Linked DNA regions of Gossypium arboreum: region 1 is linked to region 2. A link is a contact called in public Hi-C data. All regions are on one chromosome and are shown on one strand. The core of a region is the stretch at or near the end of the contact, and the rest is flanking DNA. Distances in the headings are between cores, read along the strand shown. Region 1 holds the start of LOC108467719 (LOB domain-containing protein 38-like). Region 2 holds the start of LOC108467964.

Evidence for each region. A called contact is a pair of places that touch in the nucleus more often than the background predicts.
Region 1: a contact with region 2 is called in a Hi-C map of leaf, with 2.5 times the contacts expected there. The contact joins the promoter of LOC108467719 here to the promoter of LOC108467964 in region 2. A contact is called at or near these places in 2 of 5 Hi-C or Micro-C datasets (both in leaf).

Annotation. Positions count from the first base shown.
Region 1 is chr11:39,510,856-39,516,354 of ASM2569848v2, reverse strand. LOC108467719 (LOB domain-containing protein 38-like) reads left to right here and starts at 1,705. Exons shown (of 2, transcript XM_017768466.2): 1 at 1,705-2,168; 2 at 2,267-3,152. The coding sequence starts at 1,985. The coding sequence ends at 2,781.
Region 2 is chr11:38,901,197-38,906,310 of ASM2569848v2, reverse strand. LOC108467964 reads left to right here and starts at 2,345. Exons shown (of 2, transcript XM_053020914.1): 1 at 2,345-4,274; 2 at 4,368-5,114. The coding sequence starts at 4,194. The coding sequence ends at 4,919.

The sequences.
Region 1 (5,499 bases), core at 456-2,955, 610 kb before region 2:
GAGGTGTTCCCAAAACCAGAATGTCATGATGATAATATTGGTGAATTTACTGAATTTGAGTACCAAGCCCAAGAAAAGGTTAATATGAATCCGAATGTGCTAATAATCTGAGCTGCAAGGTGAACCCGATAGTTTTTATCTACTGAGCTGTTATCTATCTACATATGAGTAGCCAAGCTATTATTGGACACTCAAACTTAACACACATGGGCAAGAATTTCTTGAATATGCTCACAAATTGCTCAATTTGAATTAATGTTCGATTGAAGACAATAGTGAGTTTGCAGTCACCAACTTGTTCCGTCAAAAAATTTTGTGAAACTCAACAATGATGTAAAAAAAGTTTTGGTTGTGTGAAAAAATCAATGAAGGGAAAGGCTATTTATAGGCATGGTAAAAAAATTATATAGAACTCGACATCTATGTGTTTCGATGTCCATTGAATGAATTTACTAAGATTAGGTTAACCCCAAATGATGAAATTTAAAATATAGAAGAACTCAACACCCATTATGTTCTTGTGAATACATTTATTAGAGTTATGTTTTCCAAACTGATAAAATTTTAATTAAAGTAGACTTGAACACTACTTTTTAGGGTTAAAATCCTTAAAAGTCAAAAATTAAATGCAAATAAATTATATATAACTCGACATTCATGAGTGTTAAGGTCTTCTTTTATTAAATACAATTAAAAAGCTAATAGTCATCACTAAATGAAAATACCCTGGTCTTTATTTTGCAATCAACTCGACACTTGTGGGTGTCAAGATCTTTGAATATACACTAGATGCACTTTTTGTACTTTCCGAGAATCTTGGGCTTGGAAATAAAATCAACTGCTTTACTCTTAAAGAAACCTGACGCTCGTGAATATTAAACTACTATTCTAAAAAACAACCTTAAAAATATCTATTTTAGTAACTAATTTTTTTCACTGTATTCAAATAAAAAACAAATTAACTTGAGGTAATGATAAATATATATATTGTAATTCATGGAGAGGGATTCACTTTAGACTTATTCATGGGTCGGGCTACCTGGCCCGGCTTGAAGGTCCACTCGAAATGTGGGAGGGTGGGAAAAAATTAGGTTCGAAAAATAGGCTTGGATAAAAAAATAAAGTCCGTTTAAAAAACTTTAATTTGTTCAATAAATATTAATATATACACTTTTTTAGATCGATATGATAAACATATCGATCGATTTGAAAATGTATATGCATGAAAAGTATTATTATATCAAAAATTCAGAAGTTAAATAATTAAATCATTAATTATACAAAATATATAGAAGAGTACAAAATCATTTTTAACTTTAAAGTTTAAGAACCAATTTAAAATGAGAATTACAGTAAATCATTAATTATATAAAATATATAGAAGAGTACAAAACCATTTTTAACTTTAAAGTTTAAAAATCAATTTAAAATGAAAATTATAGTAATTAACTTTAAAATTTTTATAAATATTAATAATTTGGACTGAAATATAAAGTTAATAATTGTAATAAATTTGACCAGTTAATTATTTTTTAAAAATAAATATAAGAAAACTTAAAACTGGGAAGTAGGGGAATCTTATGTAAAAGGGAAAAGAAATTTTCCAACGGTGGAGCGACAAGCATTCGCGGAAACACGGGGCCGCTCATGCCCAGGACTTTGGAATCTATAACCTCTTCACTTCCCCTCATCCCAAGGCACTGTTCCCACACTAAACCCACTACTCCCCGCTAACCCAACCCCCTAACTCAACTCAACCCCTGGGTTTACTCTCCCTTCCCCCCTCCCCGCCTCTTTAAAACCCTCCTTCCTCTCTCATTTCTCACCCTTATTCTCTCTCTCTTCCATTTCTCCGTTGTTAACACCAGCCAGCAACCCTGCCTGCGCAACCAAGTTTCAGAGAGTACATTGGTTTTCATGCTAAGCCAGGAAAAGTGTAGTACTACATAGTTGTTGAGTTGAGTCTTGAATCTTGAGTCCGATCATGAGTTGCAACGGCTGCCGAGTCTTACGGAAAGGCTGCAGTGAGTCTTGTATATTACGTCCTTGTTTGCAATGGATTGAGAGCCCTGAAGCTCAAGGCCACGCCACTGTTTTCGTTGCCAAGTTTTTCGGCCGTGCTGGTCTCATGTCCTTTATTTCCGCCGTTCCTGAATCTCAACGCCCTGGTATGCCCATGCCCTCTATCTTTTCTCTCTTTTTGTTCTTCTGTTATTGTTTCTCATACCAAATTCTGACTCCAATTGCTTCTTAATCTTTGGATCAGCTTTATTCCAGTCGCTGTTGTTCGAAGCTTGTGGGAGAACAGTGAACCCTGTGAACGGAGCCGTGGGGCTTTTGTGGACCGGAAACTGGCACGTTTGCCAAGCGGCGGTGGAAACCGTCCTGCGAGGAGGATCTCTACGTTCCATGCCTGAACTCATGTCTCCGACGCCAGCATCCGACGAAACGTCCGAAGCCACGTGCACGGACATGTGGAAATTGCGAGAGACATCCACGAATCTCAACTCCAACTGTCGATTCTCAAATTCGAGATCCAGGGTTTCACCCAAGCGTAAAAGAGTCGAAGAAGAATTCAAGAAACTACAGCCCTCTGATCTAGATCTTGGCTTGACCCCGAGCTTTACAGGCAAGCGAGCTACCGATAATCGACGACCAGGGACTCCGTCTATGAACTCGGAGGAATCTGTGACGACGACGTGCTTCGAAAGTGTTTTTGCAGATCAACAAGGGCAAGGCAGCAGAGGAACTGATAAAAAATTACTCAAGTTGTTTGTTTGAAGAGGAGGGTTTTTTTTTTTTTTTGGAATGATCTAGTTTCGATGTAATATTCTTCATTTCTACCGCTACCACCACCGCAACCGGGGTTTAGATTATTTTTGGATACTTCTGGGGAGGTGTTTCCCCGGAAATGAATTTTCCGGCGAGTTTGTGTATTATCGGCACATGGGATTTCTCTCTTTTTTTACTTTTTATCGGATTATTTTTTGGTGTTAAAAGCTGTGAAATTAGAGAGAAAAATGAGAATCTGTCGGTGATCCTTTAAAATCAATTTTCTTTGGCTACTATGTAACCCTTCTCTTTTCATGATCTTTGTGTTTAAGTCATGATTGTATGCATGGCACGAATAAATCAGACTTATATTTTTCCCAGTTTATGATCTTAGATGAGAGATCAAAGCTTTAGTTGTTTTGTTTTTTAAGAATTTCTGATTGGTCAGGAAATTATCAAGTATACCCCACTATTTATTTCTAATCTAAATCATCATCCACTCTTTAATTAAAATCAAGACTTCAACATATGTTTTCACTCTTAATGGCCATATGTATGTGATTCACTAATTTTAATAATAAATTATGATGCTCATATTAAATTCGATCTCTGTAGGAAGTGTTATATATATATATATTTGGGTTGAAGGTTTGAATTTAATTTCTTGTATCATTGCATTCAAGTCCATATATTTATTAATGTTATAGGCAGCCCAGTGATGGCCGACAAATTACAAGTTGAGGGTCGAAATATATTTCATCATCAGTGAAGTCAGCACATGTAACTTCCAAGCCAATCTAGGGAGTTGGTTTCAAGCATTGACCCATCCATCCATCTCCTCTCCTCTTAAAAAGTAAGAAGATAAAATTGATCTTGTAAGGCAAAATACGTGGCAATGAGTGTATGCCTCCATTTTCATTGGAGGAAAAGATTAAAGCAGGCAAACAATGTTTCGGCATAACCAACAAAACTAGGGTCTTTGGTCTGGCTGCTGTTGTTGTGTGAATTCATCCCCCTCTCTCTCCATATAAATATATAAATCCAAAATTTTCTTCAAAGCTCACTCATTGCATTCCAAAACTGGCTGGCTCTACGGGAACTCACTATTATTATTATAAATATAAATCCATGGTGATGGTTATCCACAACAAATTCACATTTGCATAAAAGGAAAAGAAAAAAGGAGCAGAGTGTGGCGATAGGGAAATGAATGAGTTTAGGGAAGGGCAATAGAGAAAACAGATGGGATGGGGCCTTTGGGACCTTTCGGCGGCTTTTGGAGAGTGCAAAGAGACGTAGATGGTGAAACTCATACTTTGAAAGAATCAGGGAATTATGGTTTACATTTTATTTATTTATTCGAGGAGGGTGAGACAAGGGGACGGTGTAGAATGGGACCTACAAAACTTCGCAATTTCTACGTCTCATTTACCCAATCAGATGTCAATGGTACGGTTCATGTCAGCCACCCTTTTGGCCTTCGACTTGCCTTCTCTCGTATTCAATGTAAATAAATCAAAAATCATCCTTCATATCCATTATTGGTCAAGTCTTCATTTATTTAAAAAATAATATCATATCAAAAATAATACAGTAGCTTCAAATCTATGCCCACTCAATTTAATCTTCATCATTCAACTAAGGTTTTATTAACCTTAAGTTTTTTTTTCTTTCAAAATCACCAGTTTAATTTTATCTTTTAATAATTGAGGAATATAAATAAAGTTGTTTGAGATTAAAACCAAACTTTTATGTTTCATAATATAATAATCTTGTTGTTATTATGATTTTACAAATTATTCTCTCTTTCGAAAAACAAATTTGTCAAGTTCTCAATTCTTTTTGTAGTCAAAATTTTAAATTCTGACTTTTTATTCTTTAAAATTTGTCATTAATAAAAATTTAACAATATATCTTAAAAACTTTGAATAAAATATTTTAAATTTAATTAGTTAAAATATTTACAATAATTAAGGTTAAAATTTAAAACTTTAATATAAATGTCAATTGTGACATTTTAATTTAATTGAGACAAAGATAATGATATGGTTAAATGTAATTTTATTTTGAACTTTATTTTATTTTGAAATTGCACTTTGCTAGAAATTGTGTGCTTGACCTAATGTTTCTCCAATTTAATTAATTAATATTTGAGGAATATTTTAAATTAGAAAAATATTTGATTCATTGTCAGTGCATAAATTTTATATACTTTCAATTAATGATAAGATAATATATCATTATTAGTATAAAACAAGAAAAATATTGAAGGGTTTAAAACAAATAGTAATACCCTTATTTAAAAAATAAATATTAATTATAATAATTAAACATAAATAAAAACATCAAACCCGAAATTTGAAATTAGAAACCCAAAATCTCAAATTTAAACTTGAAATTTAAAATTCAAAACCTAAAAAAATCATAATTAATATTTAATTATATTTAAATAAATTTAATAGTATTTAATTTTAAAATTTTAAATTTTTTAGTTTACACTAGTATTAATATGTTATCTTATTATTAAGTGATAGAGTATAATCCTATATTAACCCTTTTAAACACGAGAATAGATTGTATGAAATCTGTAATTTTATATTATCTTTATCCCTTTTCAATAAAAATGATAAATTAGATTTTTCTCCTAATTTTTAATTTCTTTCTCTTGAAAAATTATAAATCCAACTAAAAATAATAAAAGAGGAAAATTTAATTTGTCATTCTCTT
Region 2 (5,114 bases), core at 1,096-3,595:
TAAAATTTTAGGTATTTAGTATTCATCTGTATTTCATGAAATTTTTTAAGTTCTTTTCATCAACCAAGAAAAAATCTCAAATACTGAAAAAAAATAAATATTGAGTACCTAAATTACTTAATCTTAATAACACTAGTTTCTTACTTTCAATCCCATTGTAAACTTACTTCTAATTTTTGCTTAGAAAAGAAGTAAGTCTAAAACTAAGAGATTATTGAATTTTTTCCAGTCTAAAATTTATATTACGCTGTTAAAAGAAAAAAAAGGAAAAGGTTGGTTGTTGTGATATTTATTAATGTAGATTAAATATTGAATTTAAGGCTTAGATTAATTTATTTTAATCTAAGGGTTAAAAACAATTTGATTTTCATCATTCTCATTTTAAAAGTTATTCTCATTTTAAAAGTTCTTATTATAGTTATCACCATCTTTTAAATGATTTAAAAAAGATAATTTAATCTTTTGTTTTATAAAGATAGATATAGTTTTAATTAGAATATATATATATATATATATATATATATATATATATATATAGTAGTTTTACACACTTCTTTAATTATTTAAATAATTAATATTTTAATGATTCAATTGTCTTGTCATGCATGTAAATTTTTAGACCGATTAGATATTTCTGTTATACCAATTTAAAATACTCTCTCTCTATATTTATCCAACGGTTAATTTTTTTACATAAAAATAATTAAAATTTTAAATTTACATCAAACTTGACATACATAATCTACATAAATAGTCCATAAATATAACAGTTGGATGATTGAAATATTAATAATCTAAATTATTATGAAAAAATGTAAAATTAAATTATTTTTGACACTGCTTAAGTGTAGCATGTTGTTAAATGGAGATAAAATTCATCCGACAAGATAGGGTTGATTGGGGAAACTCATTAGTCATGTTGTTTCACACTCACCAGATCAAATCAAATAGAATGTCCGAATCAAAGCAAACAGACACGTGTTATATCTTTGGTGCAAGATTTTGTCCACAAAACCCGCCCAATTAAGTACAGATTAAATTCACTAAAAGTTATTTATATTTCAAATCTTTAATTAAATTTAGGTTCCATCATTTGATAATCCTCAGAAGCAGAGATTAAATTGAAGAAGATGTTATCCTGCAAAAATGCTTATATTCTTTGGACCAATGATGATTCCTTTGTGAGAAGGTGAAACACAAATGGGTGGGGTTACAGAGAGAGAGCATCTTGTAAATGTAAATGTACCCCTATTTTGCTGACTAAAAATCTGCACCTTCTGAATACTGTTGAAGCCTGAAATTTTTGACAAATCTTTTGTTGCTGTCTATCTTCTAATAAAGTAGTAGCCATAAAGTGTAATTAATTTCTTTATTTAAATGGTGGGTGGTGGGACCTAAATGACAACAGAAGAACATAAGCCTCTGGGGTGGCCCCTTGCTTCAGCCTTTTCAGCAATGGACCCACGGCCCCATACGGTTGCACCTCTCCTTACCAGCAACGCGTGCTTCCCCATTCTCACCCTTTTTCTTCCTATAAATAAACACAATTTTCTTCTAATGCATACTTCATTACTTATCCTAATCATGCTAATACGTTTATAATTAATTATTATAAAAGTTTCACCAATTATGATTCCTTTTCAAGATAAGAATGGGATTTTACTTTTGTTAAATTCTGACAAATTTCAAATTTAGTTTACTGTTAAAATTATCTATATTAAACCGATGTTGATTATAATGTTATTTTTATGAATATTAATAATTAAATTTGAATTTTTAAATTTATAAATAATATAACCTACATTAACATAAGATTTCAATTTTATTAGATTAATAAAATATATATAATTCAAGTGTTGTGATAAATATTCCTGAAAACAAAATCCATTTAATCTTTTCATTTATATGGTCCCCTCAAGGATCATCTTCCAGTCTGTACCATGTACAGCTATAGCACAACAGTGACAAATAATCAAATACATAAATTATTTATTAAGCAATTTCCCAATATAAAAGAATGATGAGAGAGAGAGATCTATAAAATAATTCTATATATCCAGAAACCTGCTGCATATGCAATAATAATAATAATAAAAGGTTATATATATATATATATATATAAGTACATTTAATGTGTACCATATTTCATCCAGTTATGTGGACCGTCGGATATGTTTGATTGATTTTGGCAACAACCTGCCTCACATGGCTAATTAACGGCTATAATCATTGTTTGAATGTGGGGTTGAAAATCGAATCCAACAACTTAGATCCAAATGATCCATCATCATCTGGGTTGCACGTTATTTTTGTTAATTGTGATATCTGTATCTGAAACTATATAAACAAGATCTTTTTGATCCTGTGGATATGGGTGTGATGAATAATTTATGATGGTTTTGTTAAGGGTAACCACCCTTATCGTACGGCAGGGATGTAATTGTTGGAGGGACCATGAACACCTCCCTCATCATATCAGTTTCCACTAACCCTCTTTTTTTTTTTTTTTTTGTTCTTAAAAAATTATAAAATGGAGGAGACAACTGTTAGAAGGGATATAGAATTCTTGGGTGCATGTGAATCACACACCATAGCAAACGCAGCTCAACTATTTTATGATGATTGTCCCCAAAAACCCTAATATAGAAATATAGATAATAGATATGTGCAAATCCTGTTACATGTTAATAAAAATAATTTATAAATGAAGTGCATTGCTCGACCTGTCTTAGGCATCTTCCACAAAACTTGAATTGCATTGGCTATTTACACTCTCATTTGTTTGGCATGCCTGAAACCCAAGAATGCACCCCAGATTCTTAAGTTCTTCTCTCTCTCTCTCTCTCTTTATATCAAAATATTATAGTTTATTTGGACCTTGTTTTCAGTATATACTGATGGGGAATATTGTGAGAGAGCAAGCTCATCCTCTTTCTCTCTCAAAACCTAGATTTGGCTCAACTTAAGGTTTTTCTCTTTCTCCTTGCAAAACTCAATTTCTCTCTACTTCATCTTCTTCAACTTCAACTGGTTTAGCTGCTGTGATTCTTCATAATTTGGTAGCCTCTTCAAGAATTTGTATCAGGTCAGAATATGCACTTCAATTCTCTACTACCCTCCCTTTTTTCTTTTCTTTTCTGATGCATGATTTCATTGCAACAAGAAGAGGATAAAAGAGATAAGAATCATAAAATATTAGGTTGAGTTTGACTTTCGGAAGCAAGGAATTTGGATGTTCAATTGTGTGTTTGATATATATGCATTTGGTTTTTATTATTTTCATTTTAGAGTTACCCTTTAACATGGTGATTATGATGATCCTACTGTTAAACTTTGTTATCACCGGCTTTCATATTTTTCCTTCTTAAACAATCACTTTAAGAAGATCCATGAAAGTAATGATTTTTTTCCTCTTAATTAAACAAAATTCATATATCCACACATACAAAATGTATGTAATTTCATTTAAACACCAACTCTTTCATGGATGCTGGTGTAGTTTAATACATCTAAATCTATGAAATGAATATTTTAAAACATACATACATACATACTCATCTAACTGTGTTGCACTCCTATTAATTTAGTATACTCATAGTAATTAGGTACCGAATATCCATTTAGATGGAGTGGTTTATAGTGGATTATTATTATTTTGTAAATGTGGTTATATAAAGGTTAATATATGTGTGAAAGAAAAAGTAATAGACATAAGAAGAAACCAAGAAGGGCATTGAAACCACATGTGATATATAATGTACCTATAGACAAGGCTGCATAATGGAAGATATTTTGTATGGAAGATTTATCAATGGTGGCCCAAAGAACATGTGAAGAAGAAGACAAATCACACTGGAACTAAAAGTGGTTGATGTTTATCATACTTTCATTTTTAGTGCTGGAAAAACATTAATTCATGCCATTCATCCCCCTTCTCTCCTCTCAATAATAAACAATCCATTACCAATCAACAACCTTATTCTCAGCTTTTTTTTTTTTTTTGGGGGGGGGGGGGCTCACTTTAACAGGTGGGAATAGTAAAAAGGTGATTTGATTATCAGAGTTGTTATGTGATCTACTTTCTTATCAAATTTCTTGGGAAAGAAGGGATCATTTTATTCATTTCCCAAATCCAAATCCAAATCTATTCATCCTACATATTCGGTGTATTCTTCAAGCAACATTAAACTCCAATGGGGAATCTTCTTAGGCCGTACGATAAGGAGTATATGAGGATGGCTATCTTAAAACATGAAGAAACTTTCAAAGAACAGGTATATATATATATATACACACATATATATTTTGTTTTTTAAAAAAAAACTGTATTTGTTGTTCTAAGCCTTAAGCAATGTTCTGTTTTTCAGGTGTACGAACTGCATCGTCTATATCGAATCCAGAAGACGTTGATGAAAAGCATGGAAAGCAGCCGGCCTAAAGGAAACTTTAGCTTGAAGAATAATTATCACCATGGAAATATAAATATGCATCACAATACAAGAACCAGACTTGACTTGGAACATCCGGCGGCTGAGGGTGATCATCGGTCAAACAATGTTGTTGCAGAACCAGACTATGGTCGTAACACAATATTAGAATCCATAGATGAGAGCGAGATTGAGCTTACTTTAGGCCCCACAAGGTACGTGCCGAGGAAGAAACATGGGACTCCTCGAACTTCGGATTCCGGTCCGAGCTTCTCTTCTTCTTCCACTGAATCCAGTCATGTGAAGAAGACAAGCACAACAAGGGATGATTTCACTGGAAATGAGCAGATGGGACTTTTCAAGGTCACTGATATGACATTTGGGTACCCAAATGGGAGTAAAAACAACACTGATCTTGAAGAACAGTTGAGACAGGAGAGATTAAAACAGCCACCTTGGCTTTTCCAAGTTCTAAGCATGAATATGACTTAAACAAAAAAGAAAAAAGAAAAAGAAACTATCATCCAAGTCGATATGATTAGATTTTAGACTGTTTCTTATCGACTAATTTCCTGTGATTGATGTTTGTGTGGAAAGTTTCTTCTAAGTTTCTTTTTTAGCAATGGAGTATTTTGTAAAGATCACTTGTTTCCTTGCCTTGCAAAAAAACCCTCTAATTTGTTGAGC